2 separate regions of the Rattus norvegicus genome follow, and region 2 is linked to region 1. Evidence: chromatin contacts called from public Hi-C data. All regions are on one chromosome and are shown on one strand. Each heading gives the region's core, a stretch centred on a gene start, on an enhancer-like site or on the middle of the called end of the contact. The rest is flanking DNA. Distances are from core to core; before and after follow the strand shown. Region 1 overlaps Thbs4 (thrombospondin 4). Region 2 has its middle 150 kb from the start of Mtx3.

The links. A called contact is a pair of places that touch in the nucleus more often than the background predicts.
Region 2: a contact with region 1 is called in a Hi-C map of the A7r5 cell line, with 9 times the contacts expected there. The contact joins two enhancer-like sites. A contact is called at or near these places in 7 of 12 Hi-C or Micro-C datasets (the A7r5 cell line, the Rat2 cell line, Schwann cells and 4 more).

What each region holds. Positions count from the first base shown.
Region 1 is chr2:25,715,420-25,722,390 of GRCr8, reverse strand. It overlaps Thbs4 (thrombospondin 4), which reads left to right. Exons shown (of 22, transcript NM_017133.1): 18 at 1,005-1,053; 19 at 1,138-1,334; 20 at 1,917-2,089; 21 at 3,283-3,422; 22 at 3,950-4,172. The coding sequence ends at 4,011. Among named protein-coding and RNA genes, the nearest start is that of Thbs4, 41 kb to the left of the region's middle. Within about 2 kb of position 3,525, at least 16 of the 93 cell types and tissues checked have an H3K27ac peak or open chromatin away from gene starts, as enhancers often do.
Region 2 is chr2:25,950,203-25,957,173 of GRCr8, reverse strand. No RefSeq gene overlaps it. Among named protein-coding and RNA genes, the nearest start is that of Mtx3, 150 kb to the right of the region's middle. Within about 2 kb of position 4,308, at least 9 of the 93 cell types and tissues checked have an H3K27ac peak or open chromatin away from gene starts, as enhancers often do.

The DNA.
Region 1 (6,971 bases), core at 2,276-4,775:
CCCTCTGCCTAGGACCTCCTGGGAATGGTGGGCTCCATATGGAGGTCATCGACTCACACATGGCTCTACTCTCTTGGCATATGCTCCACCTCGTGGCCCTGAGGTATTACACTCTTCATAGATGTTGAAATTGACTCATCCCAAAACTTCTGTGGCAATTCAGGAGGCGGCTGAGATGGCTGGAATAGGAGCTCTGACAGTGTGACCCATGAGCTATGGTTCCCATCCTTCCGCAGTCTGCCTCCGTGCGTGCCCCTAAGTAAGCCACTGAAGAAGAAGGCACAGAAGTGGCTAGTAGTTTCCAGAGTCACAAAGCACACCACAGTGGCCCTCGTTTCATTGCTGTTGCTGTGACAAAATATTCTGACCAAAGAAACTTAGAGGAGGAAGGGTTTAATTCCACTCACAATTCCAAGTTACAGTCCATTGTTTGGAGGAAGTCAAGGCAGGAACTTGAAGTAGCTCCTCATGTCACTCCCATAGCCATGAGCTGAGAGAAATGCATGTGTGCATGCCAAGTACCCGGCTTGCTTTCTCTTCTCATGTAGTCCTAGATCAAACCCAGCAAAGGGTGCCACCCACAGTGGGCAGAGTCTTCCCACATCAACTAACATAATCAAGACAGTTACCCCACAGGTATGTACACGGGACAACCTAATCTAGAGTCTGTCATTGGGCGTCTCTTCCCAGGTGATTCTACATTGCATTAAACTGACAAAACAAGCTAGTTATCACCGTGTCCATCAGGATGTATGTCACATCCTGCCTGGTTTGAGGATTATCAAGTCAGCTTATATGACAGTATTAGCAAAAGTATTTCCTCACGACACTCATCTTCCTTTAAAACTTCTTGCCACACATGCACCTCCTTTAAGTCAATATCAAACAGAACAGTGCTTGTTCTGGACTGGATTGTACATAGTCACCTCAGAGCCTGAGGTTCTGGGCTGCCCCACGTTCTCTCAGCCCCCTCAAGTCCTGAACTCCCTCCCCTCTCTCCACAGGGCATGGAGATTGTGCAGACCATGAACAGTGACCCTGGCCTAGCAGTCGGTACGTCCTGGGCCTCTGACTGCGTGTGTAGAAATCCTGCCAGCTGTTAGAGTAGCTTTTTCTAATTGCACCTCATCTCCGCAGGGTACACGGCATTTAATGGAGTTGACTTTGAAGGGACCTTCCACGTAAACACCCAGACAGATGACGACTATGCCGGCTTTATTTTTGGTTACCAAGACAGTTCCAGCTTCTATGTGGTCATGTGGAAACAGACAGAGCAGACATACTGGCAGGCTACGCCATTCCGTGCAGTAGCAGAACCTGGTATTCAGCTCAAGGTAATGGTTTGGATTCCCATGCCTTCTTGCTTCTGGACCCTTCACCTCCCTTTAACTTTAGAGTTCTCCTAAAAGTCACTGAAATGGATACAGTCATGGTGATGCTTGACTCGGGGAGACTAGAGCGACAACCCTGTCTGCCTTCAAATGTCAGGCTGAGTGGGCTCAAAGAGGCAGAGAAGGTTTAAGGCATACCTCAGGCAGACCATGTTAAAAGCTAGCCAACGTGTTCAATCAAAGAGATGGGCTGTACATGAACGACTAGCTACTTCTGTCACTCCCACTAAGACAGAAAGCACACTTCTGTGTGACATCTATTGGGAGCCCACAGTAGGCAAATAGAGCCACAGACTTATATCAGGAAAAAGGTACGGTGAATAGCATAACGCCACCAACCACTGCTAAGTTCCACAGAGCTGGGGCCAGCTCAGTAAAAATGACACTGAAGGTTTATGCTTTTGCCAGCACAAAACTATGTAGCCTTGCAGTAAGCATGAACTCACCTCCATGTTTACCTCAGACATCTGAAGCACAGAGGCTCTTCATGTCCTGACCTAACGCTTTCCTCATGTCTTTGTCCAGGCCGTGAAGTCTAAAACTGGCCCAGGGGAACATCTCCGAAACTCCCTGTGGCACACAGGGGACACCAGCGACCAGGTCAGGCTGCTGTGGAAGGACTCCAGGAATGTGGGCTGGAAGGACAAGGTGTCCTACCGCTGGTTCCTGCAGCATAGGCCCCAGGTGGGCTACATCAGGTAGGCTGAGGGCCCTTCTGCTGTGGGTGGGGAGGGAAGCACTCAGTATACTCTGCAAACCAGAATCTCCCCTTCCCTGAGCAGTTCCAATCTCTGAGAGTCCTCGGGGCAGGACTTCCAGAAGACAGGTGGGGCAAAGGCACCAGGCTTAACTGATCCCTAGACAGTAGGACCAAGCTGCAGAGCCAAGTCCGCCATGCCTTGGGTGTGCTCTTAGGGAAGTGTGAGAGAGGAGCTGATGGGGGAAGGGATGGCGGGGGTGGGGTGGGGGGATCAGCAGAGAAGAGATGGTACCCAGACATCCCGAGACTCCTCCCGGCCCCATGGAGCCCTCCTTATGTGCAGAACACACTGACTGAAGAGCCCCTCGCAGTCTGTCTTCTCTCCTGGGTCATAAGTTCCAAAAGGGCAGCCTCAGTGTCTGGGCCTCAACTAGTGCTCATCACACAGCCCAGCTTGAGTTCCCCAGTGTGTGTACAGCATGAGCTGTCCATCCTGCGACTGGAGTGAAGGCCTCTGTTTCTCTGTAGGACTGTTTCTGTTGTTAGTTTGTTTGATCAAGTGCTCCTGTTGAAATGCAGTCAGTGTTCAGGTCCTAGACTTGCCAGCGCTTGTGTGGTGTGTTCAGGGGTATGGATTACGGTTTGCCAGTCAGGGCAGGAAGGCACCAGATGGGCTGAGGCATCTAGTGAAAATAAGGTGGTGAGAGCTAATTCACGTTCTGTTCTCCGTGGTCTTGTGTCATCTGACTCTGCCCACAGGGGTGACCATGTTCTTACCTGATTGAGCTCAATGTACCTTTTCTGTCCCAAAATGAAACCACAGAAAATATGACCTCTCTATGTATATAATTTTAGAAAAGTCAATCTGAACCTAAAAGTGCAGAGAACTAAGAATCGATTGCTCTACAACCAAATAGGAAATGCTTGGGCACAGCCACACCAGAAGACAGCAAAAACACCCCCTTGGAACCAGCAAGTACCTATCCAGGAACTATGCACTGGACGCCATGCTGGGCCTATTAAAAACCAAGTTAGGGAGGCGAGGACACTCCTGGGGAGCTTCTAATCTCACTGGGGAGGGACCAGCTAGAGTCAGTGGAAAACAATACGCCTGAATAAAGAGGTGAGTACGTAGTCAGCAGTGGGGCCACGTCCTCACGTCCTCACCGTGGATACCTGTGCTCTCTGTAGGGTGCGGTTTTATGAAGGCTCAGAGTTGGTGGCTGACTCCGGGGTCACTATAGACACCACCATGCGCGGAGGCCGACTGGGCGTGTTCTGCTTCTCTCAGGAAAACATCATCTGGTCCAACCTCAAGTACCGCTGTAACGGTAGGTAGCCTTCACGCTTAGACAGTACAGGGAATGGCCAGGAGAGGACGGGATCTCATTTCTGTAACACACATCCTCCCCAAAGCCTGAAGCTCACACCACGTGCTCACTAAAACCTGATGTTCCCTGCATAACATAAGAGAAAGGCAGAGCCGGGCTTTCCTGTTAACATGCCAAATCTGAAAATTGAAACCCATAGAATTTAACTGCATGGTTTAGAGTTAGGGGTTCGGCGAGAAATTCCGTCAGTTTAATTTACAGGCAGCCTTTCTTTTCATCAGACTCAAACATAATCACAGACTGAAAAGGCACTCTGCCTGCTAATTTTCCCTAGGCCTATGAATAAGCCCCGCTGGGCTTTAAGCCAACAATGTACAACAAAGCAACCTGAAATAGAAAATGGCTGCAAGCCTGTGAGAGTCTTGGGCGAGCAGACAGCGCCCCCTACAGGAGGCCTGTGTGGCCTGCAGTGGGCTGTGATTCCAGTGTGGAAGGAGCCTCCCTAACCACCACCCTTCTTGTTGCAGACACCATACCAGAGGACTTCCAGGAGTTCCAGATCCAGACCTTTGACCGCCTGGATAATTAAACCAAGAAGCAATCTCACAACTGCCTTCTCAAACGCCCAAACCAACATCTTTTGTTTAAAACTTCCTATAATTCTCTTTATATTACCGTGGCTTTTCTTTTACCAACCCAAATACTTCAAAACTTTTTATACGAAATAAAGAAGAGACTATTTCTAATAACCATGATGCTCAGGTGTTTCTGCTGGGAGCTCGGGCTTTGATGGCGTGTGCTGTTTCCTGAGGAATCTTTGATAGACTCTCAGGGTTATTTCTGTTACTTCTTTTTCTCCTGAGTGTGTAGCGTGTGCCACCAGGCACAGGTGTGAACCAGACAATTGGACAAAAGGTCATTTCTGGGCTGACCCAATTTAGTGCCTCACTAAAACCTCCTCATTCTTGGAATGGAGTCTCCAGGGCAGCCCCAGGGGCTTCGGGAGGATGTGACTACCTGAGACCCATGAATGAGATTTGCCTTGTTCCTTCTCTCGCCTCACCAATTCTGTCTCCCCCCACCCCCCACCATCCACAGACAACTTACATATTTGGCTCCCTCTAGCGTCCTGTGAGTCAAATGGAGGAAAATGGGATCTTGTCATTGTATTCAGATCCCACAGTACCAGGCATGAAGAATATACAGTAACCATTTGCTGGGCGATAGAGGAAGAGTGGCTGCCTCTTAGGTAACAAGAACAGTGGGATGTAGATGGGTCAGGTGACAATGGAGGTAGTGCCAGTCACTGTGTGTACAGGGCAGAGGCTTCCCTCAGCTGTGTACTAGCTGGATACTTTCCAGTCAAGATACCCAGAAATTTTATAAATCGCCTTGCAATTTAATTCCAAAGAAGTTCCACAACTTACTTTCTTGTTATTATTTCATGGTTTTAGACAGGTTCTCATATAAACCAGACTGGCTCCGAACTGTCTGTGTGACCAAAGATCGCCGTGAGCCTCTGGTCCTCCTGCCCCCCACCCCCACTTCTTCATACTAGGCTTAAAGGCCTTCATATCTGGTTTCGGTCCTGCTAGGTATTGAATTCTAGGCATTCTAACCAGCTGAGCCTCATCTCCAGCTCAGCAATGTATTTTTTCATTCCCATAATTCCCTAGAATGTCATAAATCATAAATTGTAAACATCCATCCCGGTTTTACCATGGCTCCAGTATTCAGAGTGTCTAACAGTGGTGAATGGGACCTATGGTGGATTTTGGGCCGCCTTCCTCGTCTGTAGAACCTAGAAGGAGGCGGTAGGTCTCAATGATCTCAGTGAATGGGGAACCGAAGCCAGCCCGTCCTCACTGCAGCTGACTCCTGGGGGAGCCTGCTGGTGGAGCAGCCACAAGATTGACAACTCTTCTCAAACCCTGAATGAAACACAGCCCTTTCTTAATTCTGAAATCCCTGGGCAGGGAAGGGAGCTCCATGGCTGGAAATGGTTGTCTTTCAAGCATCCCTCTTTTACAGCTTACACGAAGGTGGTTTCTGAGCCCTCTGGTCCTTTAAAAGTTCCACTGCTGTCCCGTTCTTCCACTCTGTGGGACACCTGTAGGCTATGCCTGTAACTGTCTGGATGCTCTTGCTCTGGACCCCTTAGTGTTTTTACCAGGCACTGTGAGGAAGGTTCCAGATCTTCTTCTGGAGAAATATTTCTTATCACTGAAGCCTATGAAAGTGTCATCTACGGACCAGTGTGTTGGCTGATCAGATCTAGGGAGTCTGGGTTTAGTCTTTGCAGCATTCTCCGGATCTTACCTTCTTCCTATCCTCTCTTCTGCGGTGTTCCCTCAGCCTTGGTGAAATTGATATAGGCATCTCACTCAAAGCTGAGCACTTGGACTGCCAATCTCAGCACTTTGAGGGATTGACTCTCCTCTGCTCTAACCATTGCCCACTTTAGCCAAAGTTTCCCTGGTCAGGGTTGACAACAGTGGCAGTCTATAAATACTTAGAAGGCAGTTTTTTAACACGTCAACTTAGTAAAACAACCATAGGTCTCCTCTAGAGCCTGTCATCTCCTAAGCCATGGGCTTTTGACCAGATTTACTGTACTGGGTGTGAATTCCTCCTGCGGAGCGTGCCTCACATCCAATCCGAAAGCAGTTGCTTACCCCATAACCTTCATACCCCGTTGCACCAGTGAGAACATTTTGGATGTCGGGGCCACTACTGGAAAAACCACAGGTGGCTTTTTTCCCCTGAGAAGCCTGCATAACACCGTGAAGGCTAACGGGCAGGGAAGAAGTTTTCAGGTCAGTTCTAGCTCTCTTTCTCTAAGAGATCCTACAAATCCAATGTGATATGAGCAGCCCCTGGAGTTGAAGCAGACACGATCACCCACTATATGAAGCCATTCCAATATTTATCCTGAGTGCTTCTGACGCTTGGGGTATAGGAGACATCACTGTGAGGGAAGCTATAGGGTATAGGGGAGAGACCTTGGGGTATCACCCAGGGCATCAGAGCATAGAAGGAGGCAAAGAAAGGGTCTCATAAGACATTCTGCCTCTGCCTGATAAGAACAGGAGACCCTTCCTTCTCCCACCCAAGGCACTAGCCTGTGTTTCACAAACAGAAGTGACTGCTTGTTTCTTCACTATTCAGGCAGGCTCTACAGTCAAGGGGGATCATAGATGCACAGAAGGCAGTCACTATTATTAAATTCCATCAAGCATTATTTATGGTCCAAATTAGAAAGCTAACGGGGAGGGCTGTAGCTAGTTAATTGAAATAAGTAGACAAGTAAACAAATTTTAAAATATCTGACCCCAAAGTAAAACATCTTGGGAATCAAGTGACTGGTACCATGAATTAAGAGGAGGAGAGGTTCTGTTTGGAGGCACACGCAGAGTCCTAGGGACGCTGGCTTTTTCTAGAATAGATTGTATTCCTTTTTTTTATGTGTGTCATCCAATGGGTGGTGGAACAGACAACCTGCCAGGCTAATGACATGGAGATGCCATCATAATGAAGTGAAGTCAATTA
Region 2 (6,971 bases), core at 3,059-5,558, 230 kb before region 1:
GCGCTGATAGACAAATGACTGGAGAAACGAACTGTAGTTACTGTAGTGTGGAACTCACCACAAAGGCCTGGCATACCAGGCTGTTGCTGAGGTGGTGGGGTAACCTGGAGACCTGCTCATCACGCTTGTCTCAGATGTCCCCTAAGGTAACCTACCCTACCACAGCCCGTGTACACCCCTCGGATACACCCTGCAGATGCCAATATTTGCCATAAGTATACATCAAGTGTCTGCTGAGAAAGGAGAGTATCGACTTTGACTGGTGACAGATCTAAAAGGTTCTAGAAGTGCAATTTGAAATGAAACCTTTTGGGGATGCAGGGCAGGAGACCTGAGAACAGAGGTGGCCACATGATCTGAGCTTACTTCTCAGCCCGGGGAAGCTCAGTCAGCAGTGTGGGGGGACCACAGCACCACATGTCACCAATACTCATAAAAAACCTTATCTGAAGTCCGGGAGAAAGGTCTGTGATGCTGAGATTTGCTCCGGAAGGCTTGTCTCTCTTTGAAATTGGGCCTGAGGATAGGATTTTTTTTTCACTGATGAGAAAATTCTTGTTTCCTGATCAGTAGGCCCTGAGTAAGCCTTCAGAGCTTCCTGGAAGCTCTGGAACACTTGCCTTGTCTGGACAAATGTTCGCCCAGACACTCAGGAACAATGACTTGGAAGCTTGCACCTCCTCCCCCCAGAGTTGTACTTTTTCTGCTGCTAATGTATAAAAATTTCCAGTCGGCACCCCCCCCCCCCGATGTTCACAATTAATCACATTTGGGGGCAGGGGACGGGAGGTGGGGAGGGAGCTCGGAGCCCAAGCTGTCAGTGAGAAGAGGCAGACATATTGGTCAGGACAATTAGAGAGGAGGGTGAGGGCATTAGTGGCTCTGGCCACCGTGAGTGCCGGTGATTAGACTAGGATCTTTTGGACAAGTGAGTTAGTGTTGGCTGAACAGAACCATTCAGACACAGGGAAATAAGACAGCTTTCATCAAAACTGAGCCTCATTTCCCCAGCCAGGCAGCTGAGTCAGTGACTAAGAATGTCTGCCCTGGGCCCCCATGGTCCTGCTTGCCTCTCGAGAAGCCACCCTGCACCTGCACTGGACAGCAGTGTGCTCCACAGATCCAGGTCTGGAAGGACAATCTAGGTCATCCTTGTCGAGTCCCAAAGATTTCAGCTGTGAGTTTGTTTTTATTTCGAGGTACATGGCCAGAGCCTCATGCCACTGAACTGGCCCCTCCAGTCAGGACCACAGCAACTTCGTGACACGAGATGTACTTCTCATCTGGATACAGATTAGTACTGAACCCTGAGTTATGCAGATAGATACCCTCAGATTGCTGCCAAGAGCGGCACGGAGAGTTCCAGCGTTGAGCTGTAGTTGGATTGATCATGGCTTTCAAAACATTCTCCCATCTCCAGGGCCTCACCGAGGGCTCCTGGGCCTCCGGTGTTGAGTGAAAAAGCGTGCTAAGTGTGAGCTGGGGGTGCAGAGGGTTGACTACCCCATGTGTTGTCTTCCTCGGGGACGAACGACTTGGAGAGGTTTACTGTCAATTTTTTGATGGAAGCTCTAGGAACTTGAGGATCGATCAATGACATTAATTACTGCTGACTGAGGGAGCCAAGGAAGGCAAGCTGGATTTCAACCAAAATGGCTCAGCTCAGATGACACCTTGCTATTGTATCCCAGGCAATGATTAGAACTATAAATGCCAGAGCCCTCCTCTTAGCTGCTTCTCCTTTAGCCGCCCAGGGCGAGGCTCAGGTTCTGATACTGTTTCTCGGTTTCTGTGGTTATTAGCATACCCCCTCCCTTCCGAGGCTTCCAGCTGGAAGGAAGATTCTGTGTGGGCGTGTGTCCCATCTCTTGTCTCACTGTGTGAGCTCCCGGGGCAGTGCTTCACATCTGGGCATCTGTCCCCACAGTTTGACAGAGCACAAACAGTGCAGGGTCAGAGAGATATTCAAATGTGAGTGCTTGATACATCCTTCCCTCAGGCCCCTGCGTTCTCTCGGGGCAGTGATGGCTACTTTAAATGGGTTGCAATGTAGAGGCCTTCTAAGAAAAATCTTGGCCAGCTGGAACCATGATTACACTTCTACTTGCTTAAAGCATGTCTAGACAGAAAACAAAACAAAAAACAAAAAAAACAAAAACCTGTCCAGATACTGAAAGGCCCTTGTCTGATGGGGAATTAGGGTGGTGGTGTCTTTATTTTGGTAGAACATGTAATAAAGACAGAAAGCTTCTTCCTGGCAGGTCCCTGTCCTCTGTGACCTGCTGGGGAGGGCTCTCCTAGTTGCTAAGTTGTCTCTAGGGAGGGCAGACCACAGTACCACTTGTCTGACTAATTCTGGGAGCATCCTCTGCCATTATCTCCTGATACACTATTAAGATCCAAGGACCTGCAGTCTGAGCACTCTGTTTAAAATGTTTATTAGAGAAACTAATAAAATGCCCCTCCCTTCCCAAAACAGAGGGCTGAACAATTCATGAGACAGAGAAACTAGAGTTTAGGATGAAGACTTCCTGTGTAAGCCTTGTGGCTAACAGCACTGCTAGCCATAGGTGTTTTGTTTTTAATAGATCACTTGGATTTTAAAACTAGCACACGGAAAGATAAGTTATAATTCATAATTTGAGAGGGCAGAGAAAGCTTCACAATCAAGTGCTCAGAACACTATGAAAATAGGGTGTGTGGTTTTATCTCGACATCAAACTCAGGGCCCTGTTTATACTAGGCCAGAGCCCGCCTCTGAGATGGTTATATGTTTGGTTTGGAGCTTTCTAAGGCTGGCATTAGTCTCGCAAAGTTGGCCACAAACTCCAGATCCTCCTGCCTCAGCCTCCTGAATGCTGGCATTGGCCAGTGTGTACCCGTGTACCGGAGGAAAAGCAGATTGCTAAAATCAAAACTCCACAGCAGACATTTACTGAGAGTGGTCACACTCTAATCCGGGTGGTGGGAAGGAGGCCCAGGACTCGGGGGCTCTTCTTATGAGATGCACCAAACCGACAGAAGCGGGAAGGAGGTGGGCTGTTCCTGAGGAGAGAACTTCAGAAAGGACCTCCAAAACCGCTGAGTTTTGTGGCCCTTTGTAACCGGCTGCCTTACGTTGCCGTAATTTCCAACACCACAGCAGCAGCCTTTGGTTCCATCGGAGCTTCGGCATTGCTAAGAACAGTAAGCACAACGGTGAACAGAGTGATCGCTCTGATCGCCTACAGGAGACACCACACCGACAGTCTGCCTGAGACAACAGGATTACCAGCGGCTCCTACAACCGCCCTGAACAGGAAACAGGTCTAGGTGCAGGCAAGCTGGATAAGGAAGCTCTAATTGGTTTTTAAACGGGGTGGGGGGATGGGAGGGTGGGGGGTGGGGGTGGGGGGCAGGGGGTGGGGGTGGGGGGTGGGGGGGTGGGGGAGGAATATATAAATTCGTGTCATTGAAAACCCTGAGGCCAGGCTTGACTTATTGTCTACGCTCTCTTCCTTTCATCCTTTTCTGTATACCAATATCCCCTGTTCTAGCTCCTCCAACAGGAAGGAGAATTTCTCTCCCAATTCCACTGGCTCTGCAGCTGGCTGATGGTATGGCTGCCCTCACTGTCTACCTCTAAGCTTATCTCTGTGGTCAAAATGTCATTCTGCGCCGATGCTGAGAACCAGGTCCACACTCATCTTGTGTCACAAGGAGAGAAAACGACCCCAGGAGCTTAAAACAGGACAGACCCGGATGCCCCTGGGAGGACTGGGGACATCCAGGGCAGTGCTGCCCACAGGAGGACTGCCATGCTGCTCCAAGGAGGAAGTGGGGCTGAAGACAAGGCCACTGGAGAAAACGAGGCAGGAAGTTCAAGGAGAAAGTTAGATGTAGTCACCAGCGCACATGATCTGGAGAGGCTGAAGACGAAGCGAATGTCTGTGGACTCTAGACAGGGTGTCTGACTCATCTGTTCTCTGAAAGGTCAGAAATATGGGAGGGAGACAGATGGCTAGTGGATGCGAGGGTGAGTGGGAGTTTCAGAAACAGAGGCCAGGGGCTGTTGTCTATAGAAGTCTTCGGGGAAGGAAAGAACAACTTTCTGGGCCCGATGCAGCCTGCCAGTCACTGGGTGAGACAGGCTACCCCACGCGGGGAGCACGGACACCAAGACTCTCCCTTTCCGTCCAGAGAGGCTTTTCAAAGAAGGCGGTGCTGGAGTTATGAAGAGATGAGAGACACGAAAGAGCCACACATTTCCTTACAGGGCGTGTCCCAGAGTCTCACACACGGGCTTCTGAAAATGTTCACAAGCACCTCTCAATTAGGCACCACTGGAGGTCACTGGAGTCCCAGGGTTGCTATGGTGTGGGAGAGAAGTGCGTGGAGTCAGCGTCAGAAACAAGGTGGGTGAAAAGAGACCCAAGAAAAGACCAGGAGAGTAGGTGGCCGCACAAGCAGATTCTAGGGAGAGGTGGGGGCTTGGGGGCGCCCCCACTTTCCAGGGTACACGTATTGCAAGGCCCATCTCCACCCTCCTAGTTTAGAATGCCTTCCCACATCACCCGAGCCTGTTGCAGCCAGCAGAAACAGGCAGGGTATCAAAATGCAGCACAAGCAGATGAGATCCTGTGGGGGAAAGCAGTCGCCTCTGAAATGCCATGGCTTTTCTTTCAGAGTTTGGAGATTAAAAAATAGGGGGGGGGGAGGATACCCCAAACTATGGACAGTGGAGCTTCCAAAGAAATGGCAAAGTCTGTGTGCAACACTGCCCTCTGCTGGCCACAGCTAGACCTGCAGCTGAATGGTAGTGACAACTGGTGATTTGGGCTTGGAGTTAGTGCGGCTTTATGAAGGAACTGATCCTGCAGCTTTGGTTTATAAACTTTCTAGTTGACTGTTCTAATAAGACAGGCGTTCTCTGAAAACCCTTGAGGGATTGAAAAAGGCCTCATTGTTTTGCACTTTGATGTTCATGTAATCCTCACAAGTCACTTGGAGATGAGCTATAGCCATGGAATACTTTCCTAGAACTAATTAACTTTCAAATAATGTCTGAGAATTCCATGAAGGTAACAGCAGTGATCGACATGAATTGAATATGTATCCATTGGTGCCCTCTGTAATACATTAGTTTTTATATGTTTGTATAGGTGACATATGAAGGGGGGAGGAAAGGAGGGAGGGGGAGAGAGGGAGAAGGGGAGAGGGAGGAAGGATGGACGGGGAAGGGGGAGGGGGTGTGTGTGCGAGAGTCATTTCTCAGGCACAACCCACCTTCCTAATACTTCTAAAGGCAGGTTCTCTTACCTACTGGCCTGGAGTTTGACCAGTTAAGCTTTGAGGGATAGTCAGTCAGCCCCAGGGGCCCCCTGTTTCCATGTCCTCTGCACTTAGGTTATGGGTACCAAGTCCACCCCATGGAGGGGAGAACAGAAATTCTGATGGCGCCCTGCCCATCTCCACCATCCCTCTAGTATGAGACTGCTCTCCGGATCAGCTACCCTAGAGGCCCTTCAGCACTGAGTCATCTGTGAGATTCTTCTGTTGCCGATGAGGACCTTCTGTATCGTCCATCTTATGAAAACCTCACACCCTCTGTGAAGCAGATAATCACCCATACTTCACAGGTAAGGGGAATAAGGCTGAGCATTCAGACTGCTCTGCCCGTATTCTCAAAGCTGGGTCAGGGGTTTTACTCTGGCCACGTAATGGAGGCTGTTAATAATCTTAGGTGATGCTTGACCAAAGTGGGCAGGGCTGTGAGGAGAACCAGGTCCTACAGCACCATGGCCCAAGCCAGCACTGGTCATTGTACCTGATAACCTTTGGTCCAGTCTCTGTCAGAGATTCTGAAATCGAGGGAATGGGCAGGGTTGAAAAAGAAGGGAGTAATGAAGAGTAATGCCAAGAAGGGGCTGCTGGAGAAAAGTCAGGGGTCTTAAAGGTTTTCCTCATCTTCTTTTAATGTTGCTACATCCCCCGAAGTGGAACTGAATCCTTGATTGCTGTGATCAAATGTCACAGAGCACACAGAACCCTGACTCATGTCTCACAATGTGCACACACGAGGGTTTCTTTCATTCTGTCTTGTAGTTGGTTGTGACAAGCTTGTCCTTCCAGAGTTGTGGGAAGCCCTATTCATCTGGGTCTTTATCAATGAGAAGGGACTGTCACCACTAATATCACCAAATTCTCATTTTGGGTCACCTTAAAATAGTTCAAGTTTTCTTTTTTATTGTAAAATAGTCCTATGAAAAGAAAAGCGATAGATGGGAGACACCTCGCACATGATTTAACACAGTAGCCTTTACGTTATTGATTTCCAAACGAACCCCATGACGTTTGGAGATTATCCCTTGGTTTGCTGAAAGGAACATTTCTATATTAATTGAATTTCATGGAATTTCTTTGAGCAAAGCAAACAAGAAGGATTTACAAATTAGGCAGCTCTTGTAAACAAAGAATGTTTTGTGGTATGTGTGTATGTGTAGGACTTTAAATATTTTTAACCAATACATAAAATACTAAAGGTATTTCCATATTTCCAATGATATTTCCATAAATGTACACATTTGTCTTAGTCTGGGTTCTTTAGAGTCATAGAACTTATGGGTAGTCTTTATATAGTAAGGGAATTTGTTGGTGACTTAAAGTCTGTAGCCCCCAACAATGGTCAGCAGCAGCTGTGAGTGGAAGTCCAAGGATCTAGCAGTTGCTCAATCCCAAAAGGCAGACAGGTGAAGAAGAGACTCTTTCTTCTTCCAATGTCCTTATGTAGGTCTCCAGAAGAAGGTGTGTCCCAGGTTAAAGGTGTGTACTATCGCACCTGGATCTGGGACTTGCATATAATGTTTTATATTAAGCATACCTGTCCTCAATTTCCTCCTTTCCCAGCTGTTTTGAGTACACAGCCCTTGCTGTTACCCTCAGCCACTGCACTGTTTCTTGCTTCTATCTAACTTGATTCCCCCATCCTTCCA